Linked DNA regions of Mus musculus: regions 1 and 2 are each linked to region 3. Evidence: chromatin contacts called from public Hi-C and HiChIP or PLAC-seq data. All regions are on one chromosome and are shown on one strand. Each heading gives the region's core, a stretch centred on a gene start, on an enhancer-like site or on the middle of the called end of the contact. The rest is flanking DNA. Distances are from core to core; before and after follow the strand shown. Region 1 overlaps Gm32845 (a long non-coding RNA gene). Region 2 has its middle 9.7 kb from the start of Gm33033. Region 3 has its middle 12 kb from the start of Gm32513.

Region 1 (4,512 bases), core at 1,641-4,140, 66 kb before region 3:
TCACGGCCCTGGGGGCAACACCAGCAGCCACTGCCTCTCAGCCCCTGTGCGACTGTGGCAAGGTCTCGGTTGCACTTAAGAAGGGGCTAGGAACCAGAGTTGGAAGCAGAGCTGGGCTTCTCTGGGGAGTCAGGAGGACCTCAGGCTCCTTGGTGCTGCGCTGCCCCTGACTCCAGCTTCTGGGAGTAATAGAGCAGGAGGAAGCGGTCCCCGAGGAGGTGTTGGTCACAGACACTTGCATGGGACAGGCAGGGCCAGACAACTGGAAAGGCTGCATGGGGGAGGGGACAGTGTCCCCAGGGATCATCCCAGAGAGTTGGGATGGAGAGGTGTGTGCTGAGGTCTAGAGGCTGGAGAAGGGGTTGGGTGGACAGAGGGGTTGACACGTGTTGATCCTTTACACAGAGCCCACTAGAGCCTTGTGCCTGCCAGGCTCTGGGCAAAGGAGAAAGAGGTTATAGGGGTAGGGAATATTCATGTGAGTGACATGGCCTAGCCCAGCTCCTTGCTTCCGGGAGACTACCACTCTGCCTGCGTGGAAGGTGACCTCAGCATGGAGGGTGACCAACAGGATCACAGGACAGGGAAATTTGATTTTGGAGAGCCAGGCCCAGGCTGGTCCCAAGCTCACAACCCTTCTACCTCGGCCTCCAAGGCGTTGAGTTGATACACCTGGCTCCTTCATACCTGTCTTGTATGCAGTTCAAGGAATTATTCATTTTTGTGTGTGTTTGTGTGCATGTGCACACATGTGCGTGCATGTATATATGCACACATGCATGCAATGCTTATGCTGTGTGTGTACACGCATGCATGTGTATATGTACGTGTATGTGCATTTGTGTGTTGAATGTGTATCTCCACACAGCATTTACCTCGGTTCTTGGGGAGCCAGCTGTGTGCAGTTCCAGTCGGCAGAGATATGCTGATGCTTGTCAGTCTTTGGGCATCAACATCTGTTCCCTCTCTGCTTGGCAACTGTCCTACCCTCTAGCTGGGGCTCCATGGGACAGCAAGCTGCCTGTGAGCCCAGCACACAGTAGGTCCAAAATGAGTGAGGAGCGCCTGGGGTCAGACTGGCTTGCCCCCCTTCACCCCCTGCTGCATCCTCTCGAAACCCCTCTGGTACTGGCACGCGAGGTCCCTCGTCTCCCATCTCTTCTTCCCATCTCTCTCCATCTCTTCTCATACGTCAGCTGCAGCATAACCTCCTCAGGGAAGGCTTCCCTGAGTACCAAGGCACAGCTGGGTCCCAGCAAGGCGTCCTAATCAGCCCCTAGTCTTTCCTACTGCTTAGACATGTCATGGACTTTCCAACACGCCCATAGAAGCCGGGATTGCTCTAGGTTTTGTTCAGGGTTCGAAAGTAATAGCTCATCCCCCTACCCTAGCTCTTAGCCCAAGATCGTTCAGCAGCACGTTGGCTTCCTACTGATTTGTGCTATTCAATGCACACAGGGGAAGGACAGTGAGGGAATGCCCAGCCGGGGATGGGCAACAGGCACCCAGGGAGATGTCTGAACACACAGGGCCCTGGGTAGCAGATTGGAGGAGGAAACACAAAGCCCTGGGGAAGCTGTGAGTGGGGTCTGGAGCTCAGGAGACAGCTCATATAAGGGGGGTGGCTCTTGTCCTGTGGTCCCGGGACCCTTTTGAAAGGTGAATGATTCCTTCACAAGGGCCATCTAAGACCATCAAAAAAATACAGGTATTTGCTTTATGATTCATACCAGTAGCAAAATTACAGTTATGAAGTAGCAACAAGAATAATGTTATGGTGGGGGGTCACCACCACATGAGGAACTGTGTTAAAGGGTCGCGGCATTAGGAAGGTTGAGAACCGCTGATGTAGATTCTTGAGAACAGAGGGCAGGGCGGTGTAGAGGCTTCAACACAGGGCCCAGTGTCTCCCTGAAGTCTGGTGTTGTCCAACTTCTGAGTCCTGGGCATTTGGGGATGGGGTGGGGACAGCCACATCTATCTGACCTACAAAATCCTGGGTCTCAACCTGGGACTGAGGCTGTCACCAGAAAGTTAAGGATGGGGACACGAGGCTAATGGGGGAAGGCAGCCCTCGCAGGGCCATTCTAGAGCTGGCACTGCCCAGTGGCCACTGAATCCCACAGAGAGTTCCTGGTCCCCGTACACAACACAAAACAACCTCCAAGACATTCTCACCAGGCAGCAGGGACTGGATGGGACAGACCCAGGCTCCATCAAACCCCTAGGTATTACCGAACTTGGGGCTCACAACCTTTGCCTCAACTTAGGTTCAGCCACCGGTCTCAGCCAGTTTTAAAGTAGAAAATAGAAAAAGAGCCTTATTCAGTGTGGTCATATCGGGAAGAGGGACAGAGAGATGTAGTGAGCTCCTGCCCAGCTCATTAATGTGAGGAAGATGGCTGTTGAAGGCACAGATGCTCAGTCACTTCCTGTGTGTCTTGTGTGGCCCTCAGAGCAAAGAGACAGATGTGCTGGTGACTGACGGCCATGAGGTGCTGGCACAGGGCTGGTGGGTGGAGGGATAGAGCAGCCACGGCTGCGGGCATAACCATCCCTGGGTAAACAAACAATTTTCCCTCAAGAAGAGGACCCAGAGAGAAAGAGCACTTTAGTGTGGCCAGCATACCCTCTTGCATTTTTTAATCGACTCCCAGAACTCCCCAGCCAGGAAGCTTTTGTTACACTTTCTTGGGAATATGTGAGGCTGGGATGGAAGATTCTGGAAATTTGCCCCACTGACCCAGGAATCTTGGGGCTTGCCACATCCTGGGAACTTGGGCAGAAGAGGTGAAGGCATTTCTCTAGGAAGCAGTCTGCAGTGGTCAGCACTCCGTTATCAGCCGGCCCTCTCCACAGCTTGGCGTGGGTCCCGCATTCCAGGAGCAAAAGGCCTGTCTGGCTTCCAGCTGGAACCGCCTGGGGGCGGATGGTACTGTGCAATGCACCCACCACATGGAAACGGGCCTGGCTGGGGGACAGACAGAGTATGACATCCTGGAAGTGTGTCCTATACCACCTTGGGATGGGCGGATGTGGCTGTTTACTTCAGAGATGGGCAAGGTAGGCGGTCCCCAGATGGAAACGTGGCTGAGGGGACAGAGGGCAAGTAAAAGACTTCCTAGCATGGGTGGGGGGGTCACACTTCTCCTAGAGCCCAGCAGACTCCCTGCCTCCCTAGGGTCACAGACACTGCCAGACACAACCCTGTTGGCAGGCTGGGCCCGATCTTTCTCCGCTGTTCTGGGCACAGGAAGAGGCATATTTGTCCTGGTGTCCTTTCCTAAATAGGGCCGTCAGTGAACACTCCATCACTACCAAGTGTCCCCCAGGGAGGCAGTGTCATCCTGGATGGCCCATGACATTGGGCCCAGGGTGGATTTGCTTTAATATTTTGCAATGGTCAGATGTGGATGTGCCATTCCCCACCATGGTTGCTGGGAGACAGTCAAATTTCTGTATCTGGCACAAGCCCACAGCCAGGTTCTCTGATTCCTAGACAGGAGGCAAGGGATGGGGTGCAAGTTCATGCGTGGACACCAATACCCTTGATGTAAACTCACTTCCCAGGTGGAAGTCCTGGCCCTGGGGTGTCTGCTGGCTAGGGACTGACTCCCAGACAGTGCCTCAGTGGGTGTCTGTGAAATGGGAGGAGCCACTGCAGGTGTGTCCAGGCTGGACTCTCACACTAGATTCTAACACTACATTCTTATGATGCCTAAGGCAAAAATGAAGATTGGGGACAGTACTGCCTGGCCCTTAAGAGACATGGTCTTCTCAGAGTATGAATCCCAGAAGGGCTTCTTGTGGTCTCACTGGCTAGAGCCAGGTCGCAGGAGATGACTGGCAAGCTCTTCCCTTCATCAGACACACAGCTCCAGGCTCTGCCCAGAGCTCCCCAAGTCTGCCACTTGTCACTATCTAAGATGGACATCTAAGTGTGAAGCCCAGAGAAGACTGTTCGCTAGCCCTGGTGATGCAGCTGGTATGGAAGACCTGGACTCCAGGGCTGGTTCCTGAGGGATTTGCACGCAGCACCCCTAGATGAGTTGCTGAGCATAGACTTACACGCTCTAGTGTGTCTCTGTCTATGCAGGACCAGATCCCCAGAGAAAACAGGCTGAGTCAGTCACAAGCATTGTTTGGGCACATAGACAAAGAAGTCATTTCTTGTTAATCTGTAAGTCAAATCCAGCTGTATCCTGTCTCCTTCTTCTTCTCCTCCCCTGCTTGGCTCTCCCCTCCTTTCTAGTTCTCTCTCTCTCTCTCTCTCTCTCTCTCTCTCTCTCTCTCTCTTTCTCTCCTTACCTTTACTAGTGGCTGTACCTTGGGCCTTGTGACTGCTAGACAAGCCCTCTACAACCAAAGTGTCCCCCCTCCCAGGACCTAGCTTCCCAGCTTCATCCTGGCCAGAGTGTCCTCCCAGACCTCCTACCCCTGATGCTCCCACCCCATTATCTACCACATGAGGGTTCTTTTGTCCCCCCTTTTAAGATTGGGTCTCGTTAGTTG
Region 2 (4,475 bases), core at 160-2,659, 87 kb before region 3:
TTTGTGTGTGTGTGTGTGTGTGTGTGTGTGTGTGTGTGTGTGTGTGTGTGTGTTAGTCCTGTGGGGTTTTTCTGTCCCAGGCCCTCCTTCCCCTAATCATCTTCATGAACATATCTGGGGGTCACTTTAGTTTGTCTGCCAGATGTGAAGTGAACCGTGTTGAGGCTTTGGGGGGTGGGATGGGGAGCCGGGTGTAATAATGGCGCTGACTGATGCCTGGCACCTCTAAACATGTGTGTTAACTGTCATCTTCCTCCCATCCCGATGTGACATATGTACTATCACTGCCTGCTCTCCAGATGGGGGAACTGAGGTAGCATGGGATACTACTGGGTCACCCACAGAGCCTGGGCTCTGGCCATCCTGGCCATTCATGCAAACCGGAGCTTGGTCAGGGAGGCTGTGGCTACAGATGATCCTCTGGAAGAGGGACCTGGATCGTTTGGAGCATCCGGGAGGAGGAGCTGACGTGAGTGGGAGGTGGGAGGTGAGGGCAGCAGGCAGAGACCAGCGCTCTGGACTCTGGCTAGGGAGGGGCAGGACTGGGTGGTGGCCTTCAGCGTTTTAGATTTCCTGGGGAGCCAGAGAGTTCAAGCAGGACCTGACATGCCTGGGGAGGCCTTGCAGTGTCCCCTGCTCTGACCTGCTACCTACCTGTCCACCTACACACCAGATCACAAGCACATTTTTGGTGACAGAGCCTCATGAAACCCAGGCCAGCAAGGGTGACTTTAAAGTTCTGACTCTCCGGTTCCAGCTTGCGGAGTGCTGAGATCCACACAGCACCACTGTGCTTGGTTTATGCCACACCAGGGATGGAATCAGCCTTGCATGTTGAGCAAGCTGACCATTCGCACTACCAACGGAGCCCTTCCCCAGTCCAGCATCCTTCTCTCTCAGCCCTCTGGATGGGTTTAGTCCCCTGTTCTAGCCCAGATCACTGTCTAGCAGGCAAACACCACAAAGAGTTGACCATGGATGTATATCCGCACGGTTGAAATAGTGACATTCGGCCTACCACGCCATGTGGGTACTCGTGGAATCAGCTTCTTTGCCAGAAGGGTGCAAATCTCTTTGGGCTATGCCTTCAGACCTGTGGGACGTTGCTCTAACTTGCCCAGAGGGTCTGGTTTAGCTCGGGAAGCTGCAAAGATGGCCACATGTTTGATCTAGCTGCCCTAGGAGGTAGTGAGAAACTGGGGGCCCACGGCTGGGGTGTGGCCACCACCAACTTCTTTTCCTCCTAAGGCAGACCGTGACCCACCACCAAGGACACACAGCCCACTGCCCACAGTTACTAGGTACTTCGTCTCCAAGCCCCGCCTCTCCTGCCCCCTGTGCTCCCTGCCTTCCCTCTCTCTCAGCCCCTCAGCCTCAGCCAAGCTCGTATCTTATCAGCAAGCACTTCAGAGTTCAGGCCAAGAAGCCAAAGTCAATTTGAAAAAAAAAAGTCTGTAAAAGCCCAAACACAGCCAGCAGAAGGCGGGGCTCGGAAAGGGGAGGAGCTTAGGGAAGGGCGATCTTATCTCGGGTAGACTCTGAATCTACAGCTGACCTAAGTGGCTCTGAGCCATCGTAGGGGACAGATACATAAACAGCACAGGTCCCACTCCCCAAGCAAAGGACGGTTAATAATAGGAAAAGTCTCCAGGACAGACTCGGGTGGCAAGGCAGCAATCTTGTCATCGGACCCTTGGTAAACGGGACTGAGCGGGACACATCCCCTGCAGCCTGCATAGAGATGTGTGGAAGCACCTAGAGCTATCTGGGGGGCCGGAGTCAGAAGGACACAAACTCCCGTCCCTTGAGCCTTTTGAGCAACTGCACCAATGAGATCGTATAGGAAGAGGTGATAGGAACCTGGGGGAGGTTGCAGGTAACCGACCAATAGAGCAAAAGATGGGCGGGGTTTCGGTCGCAAAGGTCCAGAGCTCTGGGTCTTCAAGGTCTGTCTACCTCAAGTGGAATCCTAGACCTGGCCCCCCACCTCCCCCTCTGCTTCTGGGGAAATGTGCTGTATGCAAGCAATTCTTTCTGAGTTCCCTCGTGCTTTATAATCTCCCTGTTTTAAAACGTGGTTTCTGTATGCTCACTTGTGTGTCTAGTGTGGGCCAGAGAACAGCCTCAGCTGCCAGTCCTTAGATACCTTCCACCCTTTTCGTTTAGTTATTTATTTTTAGATTTTTTTTTTTTTTCAGACAAGGTCTCACAATGTAGCCCTGGTTGGCCTGGAGCTTGCTTTACAGATCAGGCTGGCCTCAGATTCACAGAGATCCACCTGGCTAAAGGCATTTATCACCACGTCAGCTGATTTTTTCCCCCACTTTGAATCTTTGTGAATGCATAGCACACATATGCAGAGTCTAAGGAGGCTGGAAGAGGACGCTGGATCTCCTGGGGCTGGAGTCACAGCTGGTTATGAGCCATGTATGTGCTGGGAGCTGAACCTGGCTGCTCTTAGACATCAAGCCACCTCTCCAGTCCTGACCTTGTTGTTTGTGTGTGTGGTGGGGTCTCTCCCTGCCTGGAGCTACTGAGTAGGCTAGGCTGTCTGCCCAGTGAGCCTCAGGGGTTCACAGGTCTGTCTCCGCCTCCCCAGCCCTGGGGTCACACACTTCTGGAACCCACACTTAGCTTTTATGTTGTATGTGGCCTCTGGGAATTGAACTCTGGTCTTCTTACCCAACAAGCCATCCCCCCAGACCCCGTCTCTTGGAAACTTCTGAGGGTTCTATGAAGCGAGGAACCAAACAGAGACAGGGCAGGAAACTGAGGCTCAAGAGGAGAAGTGACCAACTGGCCCAAGGTCCCATACTCAGCAGTGACTGAGCCAGGCTCTGAAACAAGGTTCTTGGTGCTGCTTCCTGTTCTTGAGATACATACAAGTGCCCCTCGTGGCAGAAACGTGAGCTGTGCACCCGATCAGCACAGCTACTACACCCTGAGAGCAGCTCATTAAAAATGTCTTCAGACACACATCCTACAGACGGGGATGAATCCTCACCAAGTGTACACACTTGTGCAATCCGCCCCCAGATGAACACAGAACATTCCAGAGCCCCTGTCTTGCTCCCTAGAAAGTCCTCTAAGGTTACCACCCACAGGTCTGAACTCAAGCCCTAGTTAGAACTCAGCAGAAATGGAAGCCACAGTGGGTGTTCCCCCGGTGTGGACTCTTAGTGCCTCACCAGGTTTGTGGGGTTCAGCAGAGACAACTGTGGTAGCAACTGGGGCAGAGGGAGCTTGCAGCAGTGTGCAGGGTGCAGCAGCAGGGTCTCTAAGGGAGAATGGCTGCACAGAGCCTCAAAGGGCTAAATGGGAGCCCCTTCTACTGTCACAGGCCTGTCATCCCGGCTGCTGGGGAGGCTGAGGCAGGAGGATCACAAGGTCAAGCCCTGCCTCATTTTTTAGAGTGAGTGCAAGTCTGCTTATCCTGTTTCAAAATAAAAAGGAGGAGGGCTAGGGATGTGGCTCAGCGGTAGATTACTTAGCACGCACAGAATGCTGTGTTCAGCCCCCCAGCTCCCACGTGTACACACCACACACCACACACACACACACAAATACAGTTGAATTTTTCTATGATTGAATTCCTGGATATCTATATTCGAGAAAACTATATATTAATGTAAAAACAAATGTCCATCAAACAACGAAAGGAAAACCAAAATGTGATCAGTTCCTACAAGGGAGTGCTATACAGCCACAAAAAGGAACAAAGGGCTGGTTGCTGCGTGAACCACTTTCCACTTTCCACGATAAAGGCAGAAGAGGCCCTGTGCGGTGGGATCCCTTTACGGGAAGAGGAAGGAGGCGGGAGGGGGGGGGGTGGTGGTGGTGGCTTCACAGCTTCGTGAAGGCCAGAAAACCCTGAATTGCACAATTTAGAAAGTGGATTTTTCTCTTTGGATTCTTTGTCAACAATGCTATTATGTTTTAATTTTTTAAAGTCATTATTGGGGATGAGGGGGGTGAGTTCTTGCTGAGCCATCTTGCTGGCCCCAGGCTGATGGGGGTGGGGTGGGGAGAGGAAGATACTGCAGGTGGCTCCAGCAACACCAGGTGAGCTGAGTGTGGTGCGCACTTGACGTGCAAGCACTCAGAAAGCTGAGGCAGCAAAGTCCTGCGCTTGAGGCTAGCCTGGGCTCCCTAGTGAGAGATACTATCTCAGAACCCCAAATCTGAACCCAAACAGAAACAAAGACCCAAGATCAAATCGTGTGTGTATGTGTGTGTGACTGCCACACGGAGTGCTCAGGATATGCTATCTTACACGACAAGATGAGCCGGGGTACAACGAAGCCTTAGACAGGAGGCTCCAGGTTCCACCGCTGCTAAGTGTATGGATGCAGCATCCAGGACTGAGCCCCGGCTGAGGCTTCATCTGCTGGCTCTCAGTGTCACTGTCTGCTAAGTGGGGGTGAGCCGCAGTGCCTCCTCCTCTCCATGACGAGGGCTGGGAACAGTGTCTGGGT
Region 3 (4,319 bases), core at 1,405-3,904:
CTCAGTAGCCTGGCCCTGGAAGAAGATCTCAGGGAGCCCCCAGAGCTTGATTCATTGGAGACTCTTCAAGGGCATCCTGAGGCCAGGCCTCCATAGTCACTGGCTGAACTACAGACCCATTCCCTGAAGAGTTTCTGGAAGTGAGTGCTTACTGTGCATGTTTCAGTTGCAACCCCACCACAAATGGGGAAACTGAGGCCTGAGGAGAAGACAGGCAGGATACAATGTGACCCCATCACACACCCCCCTCAGCACCCCTGAGGTTTCTGAGAAGCCTCTGTGTCCCAAGGGCACAGCGATTCTCAACAGGTCCTAGGCAGAGAGGGTCTCACAGTGTCCTTATGAAATACACCCACTTCCAGGATTATCACAGACTTAAGTGCCCTTCCCCTGGCCTGACCATGACATTGGACAAACCCACAGTACATCACCCCACCAGGACCCCTACAGTAACATCATGGAGACCCAAAACATTCAGTTCCACAGAGTGCCCCCCTGCTCTTCCCTAACCAAACCCACTTCCCACCCCAACCCTGACCCTGACCCTGGCAACCACTAATCTGTTCTCCATTTCTATAATTGTGTGGTTTCTAGAATGTTCTATAAATGGCATCACACAGTGTATAACCTCTGGTTTGGGATTGTTTGGCTCAGCATAATTCTGAGGGCTGGTGTTTGCTGTGAGCCTCGAGGGCGCTTTCCTCACACACCAAGTGGTGCTCTGTCAGCGGGCTCACGGTCATGTCACCCGCGGCCACAGGACAAGGAGCTGCCTTTGCTGATCTCAAGGCAGGGATTCCAACTGTGTCCAGAGTGCCTGTGCCACGCCCCTAGGCTACTTTTTAACCATCATTTTGAACACCACACTAACTGCCACTCCAGGACCTCGAGTCTCTAGTCCTTCCCTGAGTTTGGGGTCCTCGTCTTTTGTAAGCACTTAGTAGAATATGCGGCCCATGATATCTGACTAACATCACAGAATCTCTGGCATGAAGGATGGTGATCCCTTCCCCCCTACTCTCTCCCTTGTGCTCAGTTCACTTCCTGTTTGGATGGTTGTTTGCAACAGGGTCTCACTGGATACCCACGATGGCCTAGAACTCACGATCTTCCTGCCTCAATCTGCAGAGAGCTAAGATGACAGGCCCATGCCACATTGTCAGCATTCTGTTTCTTTGGTCCCATGTAGACCAGGCTGGCCTCAAACTCACTGGACTCTTCCTTCAGCAGGTACTTCAGAGTGTTGGGATTACAGACATGCAGCGCCACGCCCAGCTGGCTTTACCTTTTTAACTGATGAGTTTGTGTGTAAGGCTAGCACCGTACTGTGGAGCCTCATAGCCTAGGCTCTGCTGTGTCATCTTTGTAATGGGGCCGTTAAAGAACATAATCGTTGACTCTCCATGAGGCCACTGATAAATTTGCCTGTGTGTTTGTGTGTGTATGTGTGTGTGTGTGTGTGTGTGTGTGTGTGTGTGTGATGGTGGATGTGTGTGAATGTGTGTGTGTGCATAGGTATGTAGTATGTGTGTGTGTGCGCGTGTGTGGTGGTATGTGTATGTGTGTGGTGTGTATGTATGTGTGTACACTGTGTTGTGTTGCACATGCACTGAGAGTGCATGTGTGACGGTATGTGTGTGGTGTGTATGTGTGTATACTGTGTGTTGTGTTACATATACACACGCAGACACAGCGGACGATGTCATTTATCTGTCTCCATTATCTGTGTTTTGAGGCAGGGTCTCTCACTGCACAGAAGTAGTTTCAGCCAGGCCAGCTGACCAGCAGCTCTAGGGATCTGCTTATCTCCCACCCACAGTGCAGTGGCTTCGAGCATGCTCAGACATGGTCAGCTCTTATCTGGGTGCTAGGGATCCGAGCTCAGGTCTTCCCCTAATTCCCTTGTTCTCACATCATGCAGCTTCTCGCTCAGCCTTCTTGAGGCTGGGCCACTCCTTATCTTCTTACTATGCTTTTTCGAGTCAATGGTTCTTTCGACCGTGTGTGTTTGAGAGGCCCAACTGGCCAGTCCTCCTCTGGCTCTCGACACCTTATCTTTTGGGGGCAGGGTTTCTATGGCCTGAAGTGATCTGATTCAGTTAGAGTGTCTGGTCTGGGAGTCCTAGGGATTCTCCCATCTCCACCCCTACCCCCAGGCACTGGGCTCCTGGTTATTCCCCATCACACCAGGCTAGTTGTACGGGTACTGTGGATCTGAGTTTGGGTGCTCGCACTAACACAGTGAACACTACCCACTGAGCCATCTCGCCTACCCCTCAGTGCTTCGTGTGGAGTGAGGTTTGGGTCCGCACACTGTTTCTGCAGGGGCATGCTTGATGGCCGCACACTGTGTTCAGAAGGTCTCCGCCTCCCCCCGCCCCCCTTCTTCTACTGACAGGCCTTCTCGGCTTAGTCATGGGGACTCATCCACAGTCTGCTCCAAGCTCTCTGTGCTCTGCTCATCTGAACGTCTGTCTGTCCTTGTATCTGTCTGTCCATCCTCTGCCCACACTAGACCCCCTCACAGGTACAGGGCAGACCTTACAGGAGCTTTCTCCGTGGAAGGAAGTCACATGCTTTAGTTCACATGTTTTAGTTCACTGATAAACAAGGGATGAAATTCCTTTCCTCTGTGTAATTCCTTTGAAAAGAGAACACTGAGAACACTGAGGCCTAGCAGGGAAAGATGCCTGCCATTCAGCCTGACAGCCTACTGGGTGTGAGGGGACAACTGACTCCTGAAACTGTCCTCTGACTCCCACACATGAACTGCTGCAAGCAAAGCCTCCCCCCTCTCCCTTTCCCCCTCCCCCTCTCCCCCTTCCTCCATCTTCCTCCCCCTCCCTATCCCTCCTCCGCCACCCCCCCCCCCCCAAAACACACAAATACATAAAAATGCAACTAAAGAAAAAGAGTGTCACATCTCTGTGAGTTCCAGGCAAGTCACATTTCAGAGAGAGACAGAAACAGAGAGAGAAGAAAGGAGAGGGAGGGGAGAGAGGGGAGGGGGGAGGGGGGAGGGAGGGAGGGAGGGAGGGAGGGAGGGAGAGAGGGAGAGAGAGAGAGAGAGGGAGAGAGAGAGAGAGAGAGAGAGAGAGAGAGAGAGAATACCAGAGGACAGAGGTTGCTATAGGTTAGTAACTGTCTAGTCAGGGACTACATTTCCCAACTTGCTTTGCACCTAGAACCATGTGATCATCTCTGGCCTATGGTCTCTAAGGGAAGTGACTTTCTTGGCTCTCTACCAGGCCTTCCTTGGTGCTCCACCCCTTAATTTTTCCCTGTCTGCTAATAAATGGATGTTGATCCCAGGTGACCTTGGGATGACCTGTGGAAGATGGCTGAGTGTCCATTTCTCTTCCTCCCTAGGACCATCCAAATCTAAAATTACAATGCACCAGAGACCCACTTTCAAGTTTGAAATTAAGAGAATGTCCCTCCTAGCTGGGCAGTGGGGGTCCGTGCCTCTAATCCCAGCATTCAGGAGGCAGAGGCAGGCGGATCTCTGTGAGTTCTAGGCCAGCCTAGTTTACATAGTTCCAGGATAGTCAAAGCTACATGCTGAGACACTGTCTCCAACCGAACAAGAGAAAAATATCCCTGCTAGCAGACTCAAAAGCTTTCACTTCCGCACCACACATATGGAACAGCCCAGAGAGGAAATGTGTTTGCCCAGGGTCGCACAGCAGTTCCACTGACTGAGGCAACTGATCTCCAAGAGCCTTTGAGTTCTTGTCTTTAAGGTCAGGCAAGTCAGAGCCTGCTGGTCCATACTCCAGGGTAGACAATTACAGAAGAAAATCATAATTAATAATTCAGTGTGAGGCGACTCAGAGCTTCCGGGCCTGGGCGGCGCCAGATGGAGGGAGAAGTAATTTTAAGACTTCCACCTTCCTGGGACGTGAGGGGCAATTTAAACTAAGCGCCAATAAACACACCTGAGACAGCCGTGACCTTTGCTACAAAGTGCTCCTTCGCCTCCAAAAGCCACTCTGTCTTATGATGTGGAATCTATTTGTGAATTGAGGTTTCAAAAAAAAAAAAAAAAAAAGACCAGGAGGGATTTATAGGAAACAACATGGCAGGGTGACAGACTGAATGGGTCAAAGGGCGGCAGAGGCGGGCAGCACTGGGGAGGAGGAGGAGGGAAGGCAGCCAAGGGTTCTGGGCCAGGCATGTTCACCCAGACACAAGCCTACTCTACCCCTATAGTGTTGGGAAGTCCCATGCATGGGCTTCACCAACAGTGCCTCAGGTTCCCGGGTCCTCCTGTTTAATCTGAGAGCACGGTTTCAGGGTAGAGGAGCTATGGAGACCAA

The links. HiChIP or PLAC-seq counts read pairs in DNA pulled down with a chosen protein or histone mark. Hi-C and Micro-C count contacts between places; a contact is called where the count stands out from the background.
Region 1: a contact with region 3 is called in a CTCF HiChIP or PLAC-seq map of the NIH/3T3 cell line, with 22 read pairs. The contact joins two enhancer-like sites. A contact is called at or near these places in 2 of 15 datasets of contacts at CTCF or cohesin (both in the NIH/3T3 cell line), 5 of 484 Hi-C or Micro-C datasets (B cells, bone marrow-derived macrophages, cerebral cortex and 2 more) and 8 of 115 datasets of contacts at active chromatin or transcription factors (cardiomyocytes, embryonic stem cells, heart atrium and 3 more).
Region 2: a Hi-C map of bone marrow-derived macrophages shows a contact between it and region 3, with 2.6 times the contacts expected there. The contact joins two enhancer-like sites. A contact is called at or near these places in 4 of 15 datasets of contacts at CTCF or cohesin (the NIH/3T3 cell line, pro-B cells and stem cell-derived epiblast-like cells), 29 of 484 Hi-C or Micro-C datasets (B cells, the C10 cell line, the C3H10T1/2 cell line and 22 more), 22 of 115 datasets of contacts at active chromatin or transcription factors (CD8 T cells, the HPC-7 cell line, bone marrow-derived dendritic cells and 15 more) and 1 of 9 other capture datasets (embryonic stem cells).

What each region holds. Positions count from the first base shown.
Region 1 is chr2:167,865,344-167,869,855 of GRCm38.p6, reverse strand. Gm32845 (a long non-coding RNA gene) reads right to left here. Exons shown (of 8, transcript XR_375289.3): 8 at 1,875-2,971. The region is part of intron 1 of Gm33033 (a long non-coding RNA gene); the gene reads left to right. Among named protein-coding and RNA genes, the nearest start is that of Gm32928, 5.5 kb to the left of the region's middle. Within about 2 kb of position 2,890, at least 68 of the 459 cell types and tissues checked have an H3K27ac peak or open chromatin away from gene starts, as enhancers often do. A contact at or near this core is called in the NIH/3T3 cell line, heart atrium and pancreatic cancer cells, where this site is marked.
Region 2 is chr2:167,885,100-167,889,574 of GRCm38.p6, reverse strand. No RefSeq gene overlaps it. Among named protein-coding and RNA genes, the nearest start is that of Gm33033, 9.7 kb to the right of the region's middle. Within about 2 kb of position 1,409, at least 62 of the 459 cell types and tissues checked have an H3K27ac peak or open chromatin away from gene starts, as enhancers often do. A contact at or near this core is called in Th17 cells, bone marrow-derived macrophages, hepatocytes and 4 more, where this site is marked.
Region 3 is chr2:167,799,121-167,803,439 of GRCm38.p6, reverse strand. No RefSeq gene overlaps it. Among named protein-coding and RNA genes, the nearest start is that of Gm32513, 12 kb to the right of the region's middle. Within about 2 kb of position 2,654, at least 138 of the 459 cell types and tissues checked have an H3K27ac peak or open chromatin away from gene starts, as enhancers often do. A contact at or near this core is called in the NIH/3T3 cell line, Th17 cells, bone marrow-derived macrophages and 7 more, where this site is marked.